Regions from separate parts of the Sus scrofa genome. Here region 1 is linked to region 2. Evidence: chromatin contacts called from public HiChIP or PLAC-seq data. All regions are on one chromosome and are shown on one strand. Each heading gives the region's core, a stretch centred on a gene start, on an enhancer-like site or on the middle of the called end of the contact. The rest is flanking DNA. Distances are from core to core; before and after follow the strand shown. Region 1 holds the start of TRAIP (E3 ubiquitin-protein ligase TRAIP). Region 2 holds the start of GMPPB (GDP-mannose pyrophosphorylase B).

Region 1 (3,285 bases), core at 694-3,193, 130 kb before region 2:
CCCCTGGGGCTGCAGGTGGGGCCACTGCTGCAAGTGGACCTGCCCCAGCTGTTGGGGGCAGTGCCACCCAAGCCACAGAGGGTGATGCTGCAAAGAGCGATAATGTAGCCCCCGCAGACCGTAGTGCCACCCCAGCTACAGATGGCAGTACCACCCCAGCCACTGATGGGAGCATCACCCCAGCCACTGATGGGAGCATCACCCCAGCCACTGATGGGAGTGTCACCCCAGCCACCGACAGAAGTGTTACTCCAGCCACTGATGGGAGAGCCACACCTGCCATGGAAGAAAGCACTGTGCCCACCATCCAAAGCAGTGCCACACCAGCCACCAAGGCTGCTGCCATTCCTGAGCCGGCTTTGGCCCAGCCGGACAGCACAGCCCCAGGGGGCGCAACAGGCCAGGCTCTACCCTCTAGTAAAGGGAAAGAGGCTGCTGGCTCTGCCCAGGAGTCTCGGAGGGAGACCAGCTGAGTGGGCAGGCTGGTGGGGGATGGGGGATGGGCAAGAGGGTGGGAGAGTAGATGAGGGGCTTCGCACTGTACATAGAATCACTGGCATGATGCCCTCACTGCCCCCTGCCCCTGCCTCCCAGCACAGGGCATGTCTGGGGGCCACAGGAGAGCAGTCTCATCTCCTGTGTGTATGTGTGTGAGTGGTGGGGAGGCCAGAGGCAGGACCAGCCCCAGCCCCTGCATGGATTCCTTGTGGCTTTTGTCTTTTGCTAGCTTCATCAGTTTCTGTTCCTTGTGGGATGCTGCTCTAGGGATACTCAGGAGGTCCCTGCTCCTGTTCCCTTTTCCTTTTTGCCTCACAGTTCCCCCAGGCAGGCCCTGCAGGTCCCATCCTCTCCCAGGCCCTAAATTGGGTGGCCTTGCCCTGAGAGCTGGTCCTCCAGCGAGGCCCTGTCAGCGGTCTTAGGCTCCTGCACATGAAGGTATGTGCCTGTGGTGTGTGGGCTGCTCTAGGCGTGAAACAGGCTGGTACAGAGAATGCAATAATCTAAAGCAGTATGCTTCAAGACTGGTTGCATGGCTGGGGGCACTGCTTGGTAGCTGAGGGGTTCCTGAAAAGTGAAAAAGAATGAGTAGAAAGGTAGACACTTCCATCTTTGTCCCTGGGAAGTCTCTCCCAAGACCCATGTGCTATTTCCTGCCCTCCTGGGTCCTGCAGTGGTTGCCCTGTACCCTGAGCTTCATGAGTCTGTAAAGGGAAGGAGGAGCAATTAGGATGTGGCAATGAGATCTGGGAGGGCAGAGTGCAGGCTTAGCACCTAGTGTACCAGCCTAGCTGAGTCCTTACCCTGGGGCAGACAAGGAGGGCTGCCCCTGGCTCTTCCCATATGACCCGCCTCAGGCTCAGTCCACAGTCCTCTCCATCCCAGAGGGCCAGCTGCATGGCAGTGTCCCACAGTCTGATTTGGGGGGTTGCCCTTCTTGGGGGCAGATTTTCTGCTCTCTCAGTTCAACAAAATAGAAGGAACCCTCTCTATGTCAGTGACCCACTTCCCCTTTTGTCAAGGCTTAGAGTGAGGCCTAAGTGCCTCTGAGCCCTGCTGAGTTGCTTTTGCTGGAATCAAAGAGTGGAATAAAGCTCCCCAGTTTCCTGACGGAGGCTCCTGGCAAGTGCCCTTTGTCAGACCCCACTATGGCCTGGGCAGGCAGCCACACTGGTCCTGGCCCTCACTTGGCACTCGGGGATAGTCCTGCCCTTCTCCCTGCATGCCTGTGGGTCTGCTCTGGTGTATGAAGGTCGGTGGGCCGTGTACCTGCTGAACCTGGCAAATAAATTTCATTCTGCCAAAGCCTCTGGCCACCCTCTTGCCTTTGCTTCCTCTATATTACTGGGGAGGGGCCCCTGAAAGGCAGTGTGTAGGGGAAGGCTGGGAGTAGGTTCACAGGTAGTGGTCTGTGCTCAGTTCCATATGGATTGCTTGGGCTGAGAGTACAGACCATCCTCACCACAGTGTGTTCCTTGATGGTGGCAGGGGTCCTCTGGACTCTAGAAATCCATGTGGGTGGTGGGTCCTGTGCTGGGATTGTGCCAAGGAATAACCTCTATGCTACTGTTCTGACAAGTCCTATTGAACAAGGAGCCATTATCTTGACTTAGGCATAGACCTGGAACCCACCAAGGGCCATCCACCATAGGGAGAGACCTTGCCCATGGCCAAAGTGGGCTTCCCTGGGTTGGGGAATGGGTGCAGGGTGGCCATTACACAAAGATTCTGTCCTATCCTTTGTGTTGATTATTCCTTCCTGTGAACACCTTTGCTTTCCACGTAGGCCCCAAGGACTTCACTCTGAGTCTACTTCAGGTGGAACAGATCGGCTTTACATTATGGGACTCTGCATAAGGTTTCTTCTGGGGAGAGGGGGATACCACTACTAAAAACAGTTAATCATCAAAACTCCTAGGAATACTTGTTCCAGCCTGGATCAGCCCAGGTGAATTCACCAGGGATGCTGCTCTTACTTAGGATCCCAAAGATAACTTCTCTGATATGGGAATAAGAAAAAGATTTGTTAGCCACTTGTCTATGAAGGATCTGGGCCTCCAAAAGGCAGTACTGAGGCAAAACTGATTCTCCTGAGAGCTAGGAGCTAGTCAGGATACCGGCCCCACCACCTTTAAACTTAGGGATCATCAACCTTGTTTGTATAGAGCCAGGGCGAGCTGGGAGTGTCCTGACCCGTGTCCTTTCGAGGACCACTAAAGAGTCTGAGAGGGCTGAGAGGGCGGAGCATTCTTTTGGTCCGGGAAGTATGGTCTTCTATACGGTTGAGAACTGCCCAGAGCCCAAGGGACCCGCTCTCCATTCGTACCATCGTCCCACCCCCTTATGGCCTCTTCTAAACTCTCGCGAAGTGCAGAGATGGCTGCGCTGAGAGAACAGGGCTAAGGAGACCGTGCCCAGCTCCGGCTTGGGACCGTAACGTCTTGTCTTGCCCCAGAAAGGGGCTCGGCCGGCGGCGTAGCTGCTCCTGGTGCCCATCCAACGCTGTGTTCTGGTACTGGGCGATTCCCGGGAGCCGCGAGGGACTTACCGCTGAGCTTCAGGCCCGCGCTCGGCCCCAGGATTCTTTTCGGCCTGAGAGGCCGTTAAGCCCCGCCCCCGAGGGTTCGTCCAATCCGGGCCCAAACTTCATTTTGCGCCTTGTAGCCACTTCCGGTTCGCTTCCGGAAGTCGCGCTGTGGAGCCAAATTTGAAGCAAGCTGGGACGCTGAGGCACGGCCACGAAGCTGGACCCTTCGCGGTTTCCTTGGCTACCTGGGCCACTTGAGA
Region 2 (3,251 bases), core at 382-2,881:
ATAGATATGCAGCCTCACTCATCTTAAATGGGCTCCTAGATGGGATCCCATCTCTCTCGGCCTTCTGATTCTGGTGCCATTGGTGGGCAGGTTCCCATTTCTTGGGGCTAGGAGGGGGCAGCTTGCCTGTTTCTGATTAGTAATGACCGTCTTTTCTCTTGTACTATTTTGTGGCTTCAGCCATAGGGGCAGTAGCTCTTCATTAGTGTGGATAGTCATTTCTTGGCAGGGCAGAGGCCAAGACAAAGGTTTGGGGGCCAGCTGGGACCCCCTTGTTGGAACCTCTCCAGCCTGGGGATGTGCTGTACCTCCTGAGTTCCTATATTTTGGGAGCAGATGCTGCCCCCATTCTGCTCTTCATCACGAGAGGCTGTACCCACTTATAGTCAGCGTTTTCCTGGCATTGAGAAGAGCAGGGCTGGGATCTGCTGCTTCTCCCGCAGGGCAGGGTCCCTCCTTCTTTCAGCACTTTTAAACACTTGGGAGACCCAGCCTTGTTATCTGTTGAGTGGTGGGCATGCGCATCTGCACATGCTGTTTGCCACTATTTTGCCCTGCTCCATGCCAGAGAGCCCTGTCCCTGCCAGGCCCTGTTTCCCCAGCCCCAACTTGGGACCAAAGTGCAAGACGGGATCACTGGTTGGGGCGCTCAAGCGACCCCTCTGTGTAGTGCTTCCCTGGGCCAAGTCGACACCAGCCCCCTAGCGGGGTGGGATGGGCGGTGCTTAAAAGAAAGGGGACCAGTGTAGCAACATGCTGGGGACCCCACCCCTCTCATGTCCGGTCCTGTGCAGTGGGCGTGGGGTTTCTCCTAAGGGGCCAAAGGCCTGAGCTAGTTATGTAGCTGCTGCTCACTTGCTCACGGCTGGCCATGTGCACACTCCTAGATGCAGAATGCTTTGAACTTTAGAGCTGTTCAATTTGGTCTTTGTGCAGATTTAATGTTTTAGTGGAAAAAATTTGGGAGAATCCTGGGAAGGTCCTGGTTCCTTTGCTTCTCCGGGAACTGTAAGGCCTGGCCTCGAGGACCACTCTCTGCTCCACTTTGCTGGAAGCTGCCTAAGCCTGTCCACGCTGCCCGAGCCCTGCACCCGGATACTACACTTGGCTCCGGCCGTGTCCGGGCGCGGTTGCTTTTTCTTGGGACCTTGAGCGCGGGAGAGGGGGTGCTCGAGCCTTGGGCCGAACCTGCCCCTTTCCGTACACCTAGCGCTGCCCGCCCCGCTTGTGTCTGAGGTCGTGTATGTCAAAATAAAGCCGCTAGAAACTGAGGCGTGTCCGTGTCTTTGAAAAAAAAACAAACCCAGAAACTCGGGGTGGACTGGCCTAGCCCAGCCCGGCCTCCTCGCGCCCTCGGCCCCGCCCCAGTTCCTCCGGCAGGGCGGGGCCGGAAGCGGCTGGGGTGCGGCTGACCTGGGCCCGAGAGGACGGAAGCCTCGCCTGCGGCGCGAGCTCCGCCTTTGGATCCGCCAATGGCAAGCCGACCCGCGGATCCGGTCCCGGTCGCCATGGCAGCCAGGCGCGCTCCGCTCTCATTGGCTGAGTCTGCCGGAATACCGCGTCGCGGCGACCCGACGCCGATGGCCGTGCCACGTATGCCGCAGCTGATTGGCCCGCCCGGGCTCCCGTCATACACTGGCGGACGCCAGCCAGAGTTGGCAGCTCGCTGCTCTCGCTTCGGCGTCGCGTACTAGCTTGCCGCTGACTTGGACTTAGCGTCGACGCGGACTGGGCGGACAAGGCAGAACAAGAGTTGGTCAGTCTGGAGCGTGAAGGGAGCGGGAGGGTGTCATAGGGGTCGGCTGGGCGGGCCGCGGACACCTCGGAGCCCGGGACTCACTCTGGCCTCCAGCAGGCGCAATGAAGGCACTGATCCTGGTGGGTGGCTACGGGACGCGCCTGCGGCCGCTGACGCTAAGCATACCGAAGCCGCTGGTGGATTTCTGCAATAAGCCCATTTTGCTGCATCAAGTGGAGGCGCTGGCCTCGGTAAGGCCCAGGGACGGGGTCTTGGTGGGATTTGGCAGGGTGAGGGACGGCCAGCGACAGGAGGGCAGGGATCCCTGTGCCTTCGGCTGAGCCCGCCTGAAGGCCGGCACTGTTCATTCCCACAGGCAGGCGTGGATCACGTGATTCTGGCCGTGAGCTATATGTCTCAGATGTTGGAGAAGGAAATGAAAGCACAGGAGCAAAGGGTGAGGCACGGATTCTTGGCTTTTTCCCTTGGTCCCCGCTCAGCTTCCCACCCTAGTAGGAGAAACCTAACGGGGCCTTCTTCCTTCCAGCTAGGAATCCGAATCTCCATGTCCCATGAAGAGGAGCCTTTGGGAACAGGTCAGTAGAGACAAGAAGGTTCCTTGGGGAGGGTTTAGGGCCAGGAGAGGGGCAAGACTCTGTCTGCATGGGGCTTGCTGAGCCTGGGTCCAGAGGCTCAGACCTGGAAGATGATGGTGACCTCTTGCTCTTCCCCAGCTGGACCCCTGGCACTGGCCCGTGACCTGCTCTCTGAGACTGCGGAGCCTTTTTTTGTTCTGAACAGTGATGTGATCTGCGATTTTCCCTTCCAAGCCATGGTGCAGTTCCACCGCCACCATGGCCAAGAGGGCTCCATTCTGGTAAGGAAACAGGTCTTTCTTCTCCGATAACCCACCCCACCCCAGCCTCTCTCACCTCCCAGCTTTGAATTGCCCCAATGTTTTGGGTGCAGAACCATGCAGTATGTGCCTTTATGCATCTGGGGGCACAATCCCAGATATAAGACACCATGTACCTCAAGACTCAGGAGCCCTGGACTAGGTCTGAGGTCCCCCTGCACTCAGGTGACCAAAGTGGAGGAGCCCTCTAAGTATGGTGTGGTGGTGTGTGAGGCTGATACAGGCCGTATTCACCGGTTCGTGGAGAAGCCACAGGTGTTTGTGTCCAACAAGATCAATGCAGGCATGTACATCCTGAGCCCTGCAGTGCTGCAGCGCATCCAGGTGTGTAGAAGCCTGCTGCTGGGTGGGCCGGGGTAGGGCAGGCCACCACTGCCATGACCCTGCTCATGAGCTGCCCACTCCCACAGCTGCAGCCCACGTCCATTGAGAAGGAGATCTTCCCGGTCATGGCCAAGGAGGGGCAGCTCTATGCCATGGAGTTGCAGGGTGAGGCAGAGAGGCCACAGGGTTGGGGTGGTCTGTGGCTGGGCTGAGCTCCCTGATGCATTCTCTCCCTATAGGCTTCTGGATGGACATTGGGCAGCCCAAGGATTT

Evidence for each region. HiChIP or PLAC-seq counts read pairs in DNA pulled down with a chosen protein or histone mark.
Region 1: an H3K27ac HiChIP or PLAC-seq map of alveolar macrophages shows a contact between it and region 2. The contact joins the promoter of TRAIP here to the promoter of GMPPB in region 2. A contact is called at or near these places in 4 of 47 Hi-C or Micro-C datasets (embryonic fibroblasts, epiblast stem cells, liver and 1 more) and 2 of 2 datasets of contacts at active chromatin or transcription factors (alveolar macrophages and skeletal muscle).

What each region holds. Positions count from the first base shown.
Region 1 is chr13:32,379,646-32,382,930 of Sscrofa11.1, reverse strand. TRAIP (E3 ubiquitin-protein ligase TRAIP) reads left to right here and starts at 1,943. Exons shown (of 31, transcript XR_002337524.1): 1 at 1,943-3,285. CAMKV (caM kinase-like vesicle-associated protein) reads left to right here. Exons shown (of 10, transcript XR_002337521.1): 10 at 1-1,803.
Region 2 is chr13:32,251,535-32,254,785 of Sscrofa11.1, reverse strand. GMPPB (GDP-mannose pyrophosphorylase B) reads left to right here and starts at 1,631. Exons shown (of 10, transcript NM_001244541.1): 1 at 1,631-1,756; 2 at 1,853-1,989; 3 at 2,115-2,195; 4 at 2,286-2,334; 5 at 2,473-2,615; 6 at 2,820-2,978; 7 at 3,065-3,143; 8 at 3,218-3,251. The coding sequence starts at 1,861. It overlaps IP6K1 (inositol hexakisphosphate kinase 1), which reads left to right. Exons shown (of 5, transcript XM_021068778.1): 5 at 1-1,271.